Regions from separate parts of the Bombyx mori genome. Here region 2 is linked to region 1. Evidence: chromatin contacts called from public Hi-C data. All regions are on one chromosome and are shown on one strand. The core of a region is the stretch at or near the end of the contact, and the rest is flanking DNA. Distances in the headings are between cores, read along the strand shown.

Evidence for each region. Hi-C and Micro-C count contacts between places; a contact is called where the count stands out from the background.
Region 2: a contact with region 1 is called in a Hi-C map of whole pupa, with 4 times the contacts expected there. The contact joins the enhancer-like site here to the promoter of LOC101746004 in region 1. A contact is called at or near these places in 3 of 7 Hi-C or Micro-C datasets (midgut, posterior silk gland and whole pupa).

Annotation. Positions count from the first base shown.
Region 1 is chr11:19,292,072-19,299,014 of ASM3026992v2, reverse strand. It overlaps LOC101746004, which reads left to right and starts at 3,234. Exons shown (of 4, transcript XM_004927122.5): 1 at 3,234-3,686; 2 at 3,844-3,961; 3 at 4,664-5,007; 4 at 5,371-6,551. The coding sequence starts at 3,474. The coding sequence ends at 4,980. It overlaps LOC105841763 (a long non-coding RNA gene), which reads right to left and starts at 3,171. Exons shown (of 3, transcript XR_009974370.1): 1 at 2,952-3,171; 2 at 2,669-2,794; 3 at 1,964-2,576. LOC101745867 (tryptophan--tRNA ligase, mitochondrial) reads right to left here. Exons shown (of 6, transcript XM_004927121.5): 6 at 5,198-5,633. The coding sequence ends at 5,295. It overlaps LOC101745717 (reticulon-4-interacting protein 1, mitochondrial), which reads right to left and starts at 681. Exons shown (of 7, transcript XM_004927120.4): 1 at 475-681.
Region 2 is chr11:19,360,475-19,367,417 of ASM3026992v2, reverse strand. It overlaps LOC110385370 (fatty acid synthase), which reads right to left. Exons shown (of 26, transcript XM_062671277.1): 15 at 6,510-6,943; 16 at 6,024-6,211; 17 at 5,654-5,796; 18 at 4,973-5,093; 19 at 4,161-4,360; 20 at 3,575-3,772; 21 at 2,118-2,347; 22 at 1,304-1,609; 23 at 579-804; 24 at 1-64. Among protein-coding and RNA genes, the nearest start is that of LOC101743597, 11 kb to the left of the region's middle. Within about 2 kb of position 3,652, at least 1 of the 8 cell types and tissues checked has open chromatin away from gene starts, as enhancers often do.

The sequences.
Region 1 (6,943 bases), core at 1,985-4,484:
CCATTACTCCAAATTCAACCATATCCTGACACACAGATTTAGAATAATTTAATGAATTTTCTTGCAAAGTTGGAAAAAAATGTTAACATGAGAAAAACAAGATGTTTTGTCTTTGCCCTATTTATATTTAACTATGTAATATCTCTATATAAAGAAATGATTTTACAACAATTTAGTCTAATTTAATGTTTAAAATCTTATATTTTTAACCCCAGTTACCAGTATAAAAAAATTAAGAATAATAAATACACAAATACCAAGTACTTATGTCATTACATGTATTTGATAGTAGTATTAAATTGCTAAGACAAGTAAATTCTGATGATAAAGATGGTAAAGCTATAGTGACAGCCAAAAGAAAAAAAACTATAAATATATATACGAGGTAAAAACATACATTTTACATACTATACGAAAAACACGCACAATAGTATCTTTTAATTCTTTTGAAAAAAATAATAAATACATACATACCTAATTACTGGAAGAAAACTCAAGAACATGAAATGTAAAATAACAACAATTGCATTTTTTTAATATTTTATTTTAATTTATTTAAATTAAAATTTGTAGTGTATTTACACTTCAATCGCAATTAACATTAAATAATAATTATTAAAGTAAACAATTTATGACTTACGTAGGTACCTACATTTTTTTATGGGATTTTATGATCTGGTAACTGAGACCTTTAAGACATGTCTTATTTTAATTTATATTCTTATTTTAATGAAAAATTATAATATAGAGTGAAATGAAATGAGATGAAATGTAATGAAAACGATTACTTTGAGACATGAAATTAATTTAATGTTCATTTTCATTCCATTACATTTCAGTTTAAATACCAAAATAGCTAGAGTCTGGCAAATCAAAGTAGAGACTGAAAAAGCGGGGCAAATTTAAAAAATTTCAGTATAGCAACCCCAAAATTAGTATGACATATCTCGAACATCATAATTTGATACTTTATAATATACAATAATTAGTTTTTGCTGAAAAATAGTATTATTTGTACACTTCTGCTCGACTGCATGTGAATAGGTCCAAGAATGGGAATAAGTCTATGAAATAAATCAATACTGGGGTAGTAGTAGCACTAACCTACCTAGGTAACCTCTTATCAAAAGAAACAAATCACTAAGTTTTTGATAAATACGATTGCTATAAATTCAAGTTCCTAGAAGGATTCGAGGGAGGCCTTTGCCCACCAATGGCTTAGGTTAGGTAAGTTAAAAATAATAATGTTAAAATGAGTAGCGGTAATCGCGTAAAATCTAATTTCTATTCAGAGATGTAAAATCATTACCTATATTGATCCAAATCAAAGAAACACGTGACATTTCGAAAAATCAGCTTACTACGTCTGAATCAAAAATAAGAGTAGGTATTATATGGCAATCTGATTTAAAAAAAAAAACAATATTCTATAATAATTTTGGTATATTCACTTTCATGATCAAAATCTGAATCTATAACTTCCATGTAAAAAGATTCATTAGGGCCGAGTCACACCGGAATGGCAGCGGCCGGCAGCGTCCGGCAGCGGCCGGCGGCGATGCCAGCGGCCACTGGCAGCCTCGCGCGGCCTCCAGACTGCACGCGCCTAATCTCCTCTTGACTAGTTTAGTTTCATCATTCGGCAATGATCGTGTAATAAAAATGAAACCCGCAAAATTATAATTTGTGTAATTACTGGTGGTAGGACCTCTTGTGAGTCGACGCGGGTAGGTACCACCGCCCTGCCTATTTCTGCCGTGAAGCAGTAATGCGTTTCGGCTTGAAGGGTGGGGCAGCCGTTGTAACTATACTTGAGACCTTAGAACTTATATCTCAAGGTGGGTGGCGCATTTACGTTCTAGATGTATATAGGCTCCATAACCACTTAACACCAGGTGGGCTGTGAGCTCGTCCACCCATCAAAAGCAATAAAAATAAGCAATAAAATAAAATAAAAAAAAGCTTTTCTCTTAGCCATTTATTAAAGTTTACAGTATTCATGTCGCGGTGGTAGTCCGCCATTTTGGATTTAGTGCTAAAGACTAACAATGAGTTTGGCACAGGGCCTTTCTCTGATCCAGCATGTACAATTATATACCTTTTCCCTGTCGAAACATTTTCAATTGCACCACTTGTAGATGGACCTTGCCAAGACTTCTTGGGCTTGTAGTTTTTATGAACATAGGTCTCGTATAAATAAATTATTGACTTTCCTTCTCTACGTTTCAAAGACATGGTTCTTAAAAACCGATGTCTCCAGGCAGATCTGTCATAACGTTCAATTAACAATGAACGCCTATTCTTATTTTTCTTAAATTCATAGCCATTGGACAAATAAGTGAGTTTCTCTGCATCCATTAAATCCAATGCTTTCTCTTAATTCCATTAACAGAACTCTCAACGTAAGAACTTGTTTTCTAACGATGTAAAATTCGTTAATTTTGTTACGAATAACATCTATATCGAAATTATCTAAGTCGTGAGCTTATGTGGCCGTTTTTTCCCTGGGGTATTCCAGACGCCTGCATTTACTGTACCTTCCTTTTTTATTTTTTTTAATGTTGTAACACTCACTTCTGTAAAGAATGATGAAACAGAATGATTACATAAGTGCTGCATTTATTAGATTATATCTTTATATAAACTTATGTACTTGGGAAAAACTTACCAGTGATTGAAGCTATTTTATCCAAGTATTAGTTCTGGGTTCTTATCCTGTCTTTTTGCTCCAAACCAGTCAGTTTTTCAATAGTTTTCACTATCTCATCAACCCCTGCTACATCCACCAGATTTTCTGTAAAGAAAACAAGTTGTGTTAAAATTACAATGTAACATTTATTAAGGTATGTTAGATAACAATAATGTATTATTATGAAGCTATTTAACGTAATATAAACTGAATATGGATCGAAATAGAGAAATAGTTTTGTAAAAATATAAATAATAATTACGATTTCAAACAATGTATCAACTTCTAAGTGTCATACTAACTTATGAAATTCAACACCACACGTAAACAATATTGTTTCTGTTTGAATACAGCGTTTTTCTCCTGTTGTTTTTATTCAAATTTAGAAATCATGCGAAACGACATCTCCCTCACTCCACTTTTAATAGTTTTATTCATTTTTGAGTTAGAAAAATGCTCAAAAAAGTCACAACAAATCACTAACTACTCGCAATCTTGTTTTGACCATAGACCTAATTCGAGTGTCTACTTTCGCTTGCCAGACTCTAGTGTTTACTACAAAATTTTTGGCAGAACGGGCCTTGTTTCTTTGCCTATGTCCTATGTAATAGATTAATCAAAATTAACAATAATGTAGGTACTTTCAAGTTTCAATCGGAGGTTTCAACTTTTTAAAAATATTGACAAGATTATTGGTAAAGATAAATATTAATAAATTTGTCATTTTATTAGTATAGCTTTTAAAGTATACTAATTTTATATATAACATGTCGTCGAAGCAGAAATGAGTACTAGTTTAATTAGATCCAGGGTAAGCTCAGAGCAACTGGACTTATTGTTGACTTTTATGGAAGAGCACCCTGATTTTGCAGCGGGCAAACAGGCAATTTATTCACGCTATAGTTCGAGTAAGCTTTGGAGGTTGCTGGCGGAGCGACTAAATGCTGCTGCTGCTGATACTGGAGGCGCAAGAAAGTCGCCTGATAAGTGGTCTCGCGTGAGTTTTATTTTTACTATCTTAAGCACGAGCGCATATAGCAGAGCAATCCCGTGCAAGTTCCTTTATTTGTTTAATACTGCATAGTTTTATATTTTAATCGCATATTAACCGTATTAGCTATATATTGTTAACTAAATTGTAAAAAAAATTTCAGTACTGGGTCGATATAAAATACAAGGCACGAAGAAAATCAGCTGCAGGTGGTGCCCTCGGTGACCTTTCCTCTGCCGAAGAGCGTCTCCAAAATATCTTCAACAATAGCAATTGTGTGTGTAAGTATAGTGAAGCTAAATTAACACTGCTATCTGCACGTATCATAATATTATTTGCTTAGTGTCAGAGTGCTAATTGGCTTGTCGTTCTTGACATTATCGGGAAATTATAAATTGTTAAGTTCTACTAATCTTATCGTTAGTTGTCTTAAGTTCTCAACTCTGTTTCCCTACTTTCATGAAATTTGAAAAATACGTAAATAAATTAAAAAAATTGTTTCTCTTAAATGTTTGATTATTTACATGTTCTTTGGCAATTTTTTTGTTGATTATTGTTCCAAGATACCAATAGAATACAAGATGCTAAACTGCTGTCACCTGCCACTGAGCGATACTATGCTCATAACACAACTGTAGTGTGGTTGGCCTTTGACCCCTATTTTGTACAAGATAAGACTGAGATGTGGCTGGCTGTTAGCTGCTATTTTGCACACAACATCACTGTGTTGTCCTCAGACAGCAAAGGGTTAAAATGTGTGTCATTTTGAAAATGCTACAATGCAATGTCTTACTATGACAATATAACTTTGTTATCGATCGTTAACAATGTTGGCTGGGTTATTACAAAAACATCTTGGGAAAATTCCAACACCTTCAACAATCAATCAATAATCAATAAATGAAATGTATTTGCATTTTCAGTTTCTCTTAGATGGTTTGGGCGAGTTGATTTATGCTATCAATTTTGTTTTTTTTTCACAGCACACACACCAAGAGGGGGGAGCCACTCTGATGAAGATCGTAAACTGACTCCACTAGACGACGACATGCGTTCTGATACTTCAGTTCCGTCAACTTCTGATGCTCCTCGACCAAGCACTGAGGAGTTACTTGCTGAAGCTGCAATGCGTAGTGCCTTAGCTGCTGAGAAACAGGCAGAATCTGTTGCCCAAGCTGTCGATCTTCTTAGAGATATAGTGACATTGTTACGAGAGAGAAACCATCAACAATCTCAACCACCTCCTCAGACACATCAGGAACCAACAGTGCAAGTGTACCAGCATCACCACAGATTGTGATTCATCAAGGAATTTCAACTATAAATGGTATTTGTTCAGATATATAAAGTTTTAATATTTAATTAATTAATCTATTCAGTAAATAAAAAAAGTAATAAGCTTTATATAAATTTCTTAATGCCAGATATATAGATACTCCATGTTAATCTACCTAATTGGTGTTCAGCCCATATTCACCAAAGACAAATTGAGAGGGGTTATAGAAGAAATCACAACATCATTGTTAAACCTCATGATTTATTTCTCACATTGTATCAATCTAACTATGTGCATCAAAAACAACAGACCTCATTATATTTACTAGTGTCGTCAAGTCATTGAGTGGCGGCTCTGGTTAGACTGTGTAATCGTGGCACTGCTAACCCAAGTTTGTTTGTGACATCCTGATAGACTTCATCTGCACGCTGGCGAGCCCGGACGGCGCCGTGCTGCAGCACAGCTTGCAGGAAGGCTGGCTGGGCTTGCAAACTGACTGCCCGTTCCCGTACAGGCCGCAGGGCTTCACAGAGAGCATTTGCAACAACACCTTTATACTGCGCCGTTGTCATACCATCTGATTCTTCAACTACTTCTTCAGGGAGTTTATCTTCAGCAAGGCAGTGTAGTTTTATAAGATTTGATACTCCGGGCCGTTCTTTTGGATCATATGTAACCTGGATTAACAGACAATTATTTGCTTTGAAGTAATACAGATGTGATTGGTTAATTTGATTGGTGATTAGTTATTTAGGTGGGTGATAAATATATTAAAACAATAGAAATAAGTTACTAGTAAGCTGATGTATATATAAGTAGGATGTAAGGATTATGAAGTTGTGTACATTTCTGAAATAAATGTGCACTTATATCAGCGTTTTTCAAAGTTGTATATTATTATATTATCTGCTCCTCTCTCTCTCCCTTAAAGGGTGAATTAGGGTTTCAAAGTTTATATGGGGAGTGTAATTTCATGGTACTTCCTTCCTAATAAGGCTTCTTATACATTGTTTAGGAAAAAATATTATAATTCAAATACGTCATTACTGTAATGTAGTTCCATATAATGACTCATTTAAAAAGTCACCATGAACAATTAAAAGAAAGCTACCTAAAATGTTTTATGGTTTAAATTATTTTAAATCTCTTTTATGAATCAGAAATTTGCTCGACTAATTATGATTAAAATAAATAAGTTCTTAAATAATTATCAATATTACTATCCAGAGGACTAGAGTATAATAGTAATACACTAGTTGATTCTAAAGCAATATGGTAAATTGTCAAAGGACTACAATATGTTACTGCTATTAGTTTACATAGAGCTGTCTATGTATTTGTATTTAATTATAAGTGTCACTGACTTTTGAATTATTCGTTTTCCCAAATTAATGATAGTTTGTTTAGTTTATTCACTAGCGCATCATTGTGTACACATAATTTTAATATTGAGAATCAATCGTGGATAAATGTAATGGGAAAATGTATATTTCAATATTATTTTATTAAAATTATTGAATCTAAATCCTTATACTTAAATATCCTTAAGTAACATGATAATATAGTAAAAGTATAAAATAAATAATTTTTAAATATTTTGAATTTTAATGAGGTATTACGTTATTAAAACCTTTTATGTACTGCCATAATAAATCTCAGAAAAAAATTATTGAATGATTTTTTTTGTTTAGATGGTGGAACGAACTCTGGCCCCAATTGTTATTAAGTGGTTACCGGAGCCTAAAGATATTGTAACATGAATGTCAGCATCACTAAAATATGAGGTTTCAGGAGAAATTGTATGGTTAATGAGACCAATCCCAATGACACATCTGTGCGACTCACCACACGTCTTACTATTAATAAATAGTCGTGGGCAAAGGTCCCGTATGAAAAATAAGCTATTGAAGATAAGCGAGAGCATTGGTGGATCTTTAAATTTCGCACACATTCATTGCACGCTCTAAAAAAAACTGACTAGTAATTG
Region 2 (6,943 bases), core at 2,403-4,902, 68 kb before region 1:
TGCGTGGCCACGTACGCGGGCGACCCGTCCACCAGCACCAGCCGCACGGCCGCGCCCGCCTCCTCTGCACACAATGAGCACGTGCATACATTATACTGCTGGTAAGACGTTTTAGGAGTCCGCGCGGGTGGGTACTACCACCCCTGCCTATTTCTGTCGTGAAGCAGTAATGCGTTTCGGTTCGAAAGGCGGGGCAGCCGTTGTACTTTAAAATATGAGACATTACAACTCATATCTCGAGGTGTGTAGCGACATTTGCGTTGTAGATATTTATGGGCTCTGGTAACGACTTAAGACGATGACCTCGTCTACCCATCTACTCAACAACAACAAAATCTAATAAACATTATTTTGCTAATTTATTACAAAACTGAAAAATAAATTTTGAAAAAACTGTGACAACAGATTTGATTTTTGATTTGTTACTATTCATATTTCTATCCCTTGCAACGCCTGCTTTGGTTTATGGGTAATGCGACCAAACCATGACTGAACATTCGCACACGGTGTACGACAATCGAGAGGTGGCATGATGTCGGCCTATTTAGGTAGTTAATTACGTCAGGATATACACGCACCGAGGTGCAGCGCCATCTCGAAGGCCACGGCGGCGCCGAAGGAGTATCCCAGCAGCAGGTAGGGCTGGTGGGGGCGCACGGTGCGCACGTGCGTGACGTAGTGCTCCGCCAGCGCCGCCATGGAGGACAGCGGCGCGCCGGCCGCGCACTGCAGCCCGAACACCGCGCCCGCCACCTCGCTCGCCACGCCGCGGAGCAGGTCCACCACGCCCTCTATAGGGTGCACCTACGGACGAAAATATACCTTTATCAATTAAGAATTTTATTTTACAAATTATCTATCCTTCTTCTTCTTCTTCTTCTTATCAGCCCACAGACGTCCACTACTGGACATAAGCCTCCCCCCCAAGCCTCGCCACAAAGACCGGTCCTGCGCTGCCTGCATCCAGCGGATCCCCTAGACTATCGACTACTCCGGAACCACTAGTATCTAGTAATAAATGACAGCTATTGGTGTTAGAACGTCTTGCGAGGCCTCGCGGGTAGATACCACCACCCCGCCTATTTCTGCCGCGAAGCAGTAATGTGTTTCCGTTTGAAGGGTGGGGCAGCTGTTATAAATATAGTGAGACCTAAGAACTGATATCTCATATCTCAAAGTGGGTGGCGGCATTTACGTTATAGATAGGACTCCGGTAACCACATGACACCAGGTGGGCTATGAGCTCGTCCACCCATGTAAGCAATTAAAAAAAAGCTATCGAAGTTGTATTTAAAGCCCTTACCATGAAGACAGGGGGTGCCTCAGCAGAAGGCGGCTGTGCGCTGGGCAGTTTCACGAGGGTCTGCTTGGGCATGAGTTCTCCGAGCGCCGCGAACTGCACCAGGTCGGCGGGGCCGCGGGGGGTGTCGGCGCCGGCCCCCTCCCCCTCGCTCCCCACCCCCGCCATCACCTTCAGCCGACCGAAAGTCAGGGCTCGGATTTCCTGGACTCCCAGGACCACGTCGTACCCTCGCTCTAATGTCTGTTTGATCTCTGCGCCCATCAGAGAATCCATTCCGAGTTCAGCTAGATTAGCGGATTCGGACACCTGCATATGGGTAATGAGGGATGGTAAAATCACTAATTTATTACATATTCGTTTTACATACATATATAGACGTATATAGGTGCTGACAACATTTCCAAAACTTATCTCGAAACGGTCCCCTTATCGGCCTTGTGTTTTTTTTTGGGGTTGGGTAAGACAGTAAAAATTAAGTCTTATGCTTTGGAATGAATGATCTCCAAAATTCATTAAGACCAAATGGACCGTGAGATCATTTATTCACCTTATAGCACACCCATATCTTAGATTTTAAAATCAATATGAACCAACTTCGCACCATCCTTTAGTGTTTTCAGGCCGACGAGTAGGCCAGAGTGTGACCAAGCAGTTAATAGCGCCCATAAATACAAAGGCAAAACTGCCCACCTTATTTATTTCACTCCAAAAGATGACGTGCTAGTTTCAATGACGGTTTGATCTTTCAGACCCTACAATACACACCGAAAAGACCATTAAGTTTGGTGGCATAATATGCAAACAAGCAGCACACCTTGCTAGGATCCTTGATGCCCAGTATGTTGGCCACAGCGTGGACCAGGTCCTGCTTGGGCGCCTGCTGGGCGCGCCGCTTGTCTGCGAGCACCATGCTGGCGGCCACGGCGTGGGGCTGGGCCAGCAGCGCGCCCAGCGCCTCCATGCAGGACGCGATGCGCTGCGGGACCGTGCCCCCCACTTCCGTGTCGTCGCCGCCCATCGTCTCCACGATCAGACCGACCTCACCTGATACGTCATTTATTCAATATTTAGAGAGTTACAAACTATATCGATATGTTGGGAATCGTGTGATTCGATACACAATTAAAAAATTAATGTTATTAACTTGTACGAATTTTTTTTTATTTTTTATTGTAAAAGCACGTAATTACGTACACTAAAGCGTAACGGTCTTGTGTTAAGGGAATGTGTGTTATTTTTTTAATCAACGAAAATAAAATGACTTTTTTTTTTTTATTGCTTAGTTGGGTGGACGAGCTCACGACCCACCTGATGTCAAGTGGTTACCGGAGCCCATAGACATCTACAAAATAAATGCCGACACCCACCTTGAGATATGTGTTCTAAGGTCTCAGTATAGTTACAACGGCTGTCCCGCCCTTCAAACCGAAACGCATTACTGCTTCATGGCAGAAGTAGGCAGGGTGGTGGTACCTACCCGTACGGACTCACAATACATCCTACCACCAGACTTGAATTAAGACAGGCTGAACTCATACATCGTAGAGAATTACATTAACATTAACGTCCGTCACAACTAGACTGGTTATTTTATTGTGTACTAGCTGACCCGGCAGACTTCGTAGTGCCTCAATCGATAAAAGACCTAAGCTTTTATAGAAAATAAACTTAAAAAAAGAAAGATGTGGTGTCGTGGGACACCAGGTAGGAACGAAGTTCCTTCGGCTTAGTAGAATCGACACAATTTGGAAAAAAAAAATCGTGCTCAATTTTATGTAGGTTTTCTTGATTTTTCTCTTAAATTTTGCTGATTAGTTTTTATTTAAGTGCAGGCAAGTATGTAAAAGTAAAAGAAAGAGGGAGAAAGAGAAAGGTATTATACACTACTCGCTTGTGTATGCGACTGTCGCGCCTGCGCACGTCTCATTTAACGGTTTTATTCCACGCACTTTTTTCCACGGATTTTTTCTTACGGTTTTACTATCACATTTTTTTCAGTTCGGTCGCGCACATAATCCCTATCCCCTCCAAGCCTGCCGTAAGGAACTTCGTTCCAATTAAACAAATAAAGGAATCCGTGTGACGGCGTATACATCAAAGGAAAAATAAAATTGTTATTTTTATTTAATTCCGAGAATTTCCATATTTATCTACCTTTTAAACATTCTCTGGACTTCCACGAATAATTCAAGACCAAAATTAGCCAAATCGGTCGGTATATATATATAGATATGTAGGTACAATGTCGACACGACAATCGACCGGACTCACCGATGGCGCCCCACTGCACGGCCAGGCCGGGTAGCCCGTCGGCCTGTCTCCTCTCCACGATCCGCTCCATGGCGGAGTTGGCGAGGCCGTAGTTGCTCTGTCCGGGGTTGCCGCGCCCGCACGACACCGACGAGAACACCACGAAGTACTCCAGCTCGGGGGCCAGCTCCCGGCTCGCCGCGTCCAGGGCCTTGGTAGCTGCGGGGTCACCGGGGAAGGTTAGTGACGCTGGGGACTTGGATCGATACAATCCTGACAACCCTCGACCAAACAAAGCTTCATTATCAATCATCAAGAAGACATGACGGGGCTACAAATTGTTTTTTGGCAGCGTAACGTTTAAATACACTGGTGGTGGGACCTTTTGTGAGTCAGCGCGAGTAGGTACCACCATCCTGCCTGAAGCAGTAATGCGTTTCCGTTTGAAGGGAAGCCGTTGTAAGTATACTTGAGACCTTAGAACTTATATCTCAAGATGAGTGACGCATTTACGTCGTTGATGTCTATGGGCTCCAGTAACCACTAAACACCTAGTGGGCTGTGAGCTCGTCCACCCATCTAAACAAGGGTCTATCGTGTAACTGACCGTCGATCTTGGGCTTGGCGACGGTCTGGAAGTCGGCCGGCGTCTGCTTGTCGAGGAAGGCGTCCCGGAGCACGGCGGCCAGGTTGAACAGTCCGCCCACGGGCCCCAGCGCGGCGGCGGCCTGCAGCAGCGCGCGAGCGCCCTCCGCCGTGCTGCTGTCCGTGCGCGACACCAACACCTGCACGCCGCGCGAGCGCCACCTGCACACACACACGGCTTGTAAGCAATGAGCCACAAGACCACTGGCATATCGCCTTTTCGCATTAAAAGTGTACAATTTCCAAAAATATTCGAAATTGAGTTAATATACGTTAAACATTTGGTATCACCAGTATTTTTCTTATAAATATTGTCAAAAGAGCGTAATTTAGTTTTAGTTTTTTTTTTAGTTTACCTGTGTTTTGACTACTATTAACAAAATTAATACATAATTTTATGTTACTTTAAAAGACAGATAATGTAACTGATAAAAAATAAAAAAATAATATTACAAAGATGATTAATATTGAAAATATTACATGTTAAACCTTACAAACGTTCTCCCGTAAAATTAGTAAGTTTTGAGATTATTACAGCTTTAATGCGAGAAGACGATATGTTCTTACTCGTTTTACGGTTTACTCTTAGGTCATATATCAGATCATCCTATTTCTGACGCGGCAGGAGTTATACATTTCGATTTGAAGGGCGCAACAACGGCTAGAGCTTATGATGTAGCCAATGGACTCCGGTAACCTCTAAATGATACCAGATGAAAAATTCAAGCATAAGAAATTCGAGAAAAACAAGATATGAAATATACGTTGCCTCACCTGCGTATGCACCAGGCCTGGTATCCCGTGCGCACTCCGCTGCGGGAGTTGAGCACGAGGCGAGTGGCTCCGCGCACGATCAGCCACTGAGCCAACTCCAGTCCGAACCCACCCAGTCCACCTGAGGAACAACGTGACCTTGGAAGAGAACTTACTAGACACGTCACCATCTCATCTGACCTTCACTGGCATTGGAACATGGGACTTAAAAGAAAACTATTGAAGTAGTACCAAATTTAACAAATATATTTGTCGTATCACATATCACACGTGTTGGACCTGAATTACTCAGAGACTGCTTCTTCGTTTTTTTAATTAAAATTGAATATTATTTTAAAAGTGAATGTGATTATTTTCCATTACAAAGTTTCAACTATCAACCACAATAAAAATATAGTAATAAAATTTTTACTATAATTTACTAAGCGTTTACTTCTTTTGAGGTTAGAATTGCAATGACAAGCCCTGCAGACGAACATGTTACTCGATGCGAATGACGTCACGCAGGCACGTAATGACGCCTTAAGTTTATATCATCACATTCAGCTTATTGGTACCGTAAGCGAAGCTTAATGGCGTAGATACGACGCTTGTATGTCTAAGTTTTGATGAAAATATAGAGTTGCAATTTCCTCATAACTGAAAATGTATTCGATCAGGTTGCTGTTGTGGAATACGTACCGACGAGTACGTACGTCCTGGCCGGGTGGAAGTAGGTGCGGGGCGCAGCCACCATCAGCCGGGCGGCAGGCCGCGCTCCGTCCGCCTCCTCCTCGCGGACTCGGATCACTACCTTGCCGATGTGCTTCCCTGCAGCCATGTATCTGGAGACAATATACGAACCGTCAGGGCGATGAGAGAGAGAGGGAGAGAGAGATAGAAAGAGAGAGATATATAGAGACAGAAAGAGAGAGAGAGAGAGAGAGAAAAAAAGACGATAAAAAAAGAGATAAAGAGATAAATACACTGTTGTGTAGGACCCGATAGTGTTCAGTTTAAAAATTCATAGCAGGTATTTCGGTGAAACAGGCCGGTGGGGCTGCGCTCGTACCTGAATGCGGGCTCGAGCTGCGTGTCGGAGAACACGGTGGCGGGCAGCGGGCGCACAGCACCGGCCGCCAGCCCCGCGCTCACGCAGCGCACCACCGCCAGCTTGTCCGGGTGCTCGCTGTCCGCATCGAACAGCGCGTCCAGCAGGATGCCGTGGAATGTTGTGTTCTTCAGGAAGATCGACATGCCCTGGCGGAGACACTCGCGCTGTGCTTTACGACTCTTTATGTTTCGTGAACATACTTGTCCACAGACCACTTGCACATCGAGGGACTAATGTCGTTCAACAAAAATGAATCCTGCACTCTATAATTGCATAATTTCTTGTGGCCGGACAAATACTACACACATTGTGACGTTTATGAGCGTTAGTAACAACCCAACAGTAGACAGTGAGAGGAGTACGGCAGCCCAAAAACAGCAACTTTGTAATGCGCTTTGTTAGATATTAAATAATAGATGTTTGACGAAAAACTGAGTCACTTACCAGGGGCGTGTCGTCGGAGAGATCCAGTTTACCGATCTCCAAGAACCGTCCGCCTTCAGCGAGGCAGCGCACCGACGCGTGCAGCTTGTCCGCCGCCAGCGAGTTGAGCACCAGGTCCACCCCGCGGCCGCGCGTGCGCCGCATCACCAGCTGCTCGAAGGACGTGTCCCGAGAGTTGCCGATGTTCTCTTCGGGCAGCTTCGGGAATCGTTGGCGCAGGAAGGCCCGCTTGTCCGGCGTGCCGACCGTGGTGAACACGTCGCAGCCGGCGTGCAGGGCGATGGCGATGGCCGCCTGCCCCACCCCGCCCGAGCCCGCGTGCACCAGCACGGCGTCTCCGCGCCTCATGCCCCCGCGGACCGCCAGCGCGTAGTACGCGGTGGCGTACGCCACGGGCACGGTGGCCGCTTCCTCCAGCGACCACTCCTCGGGCA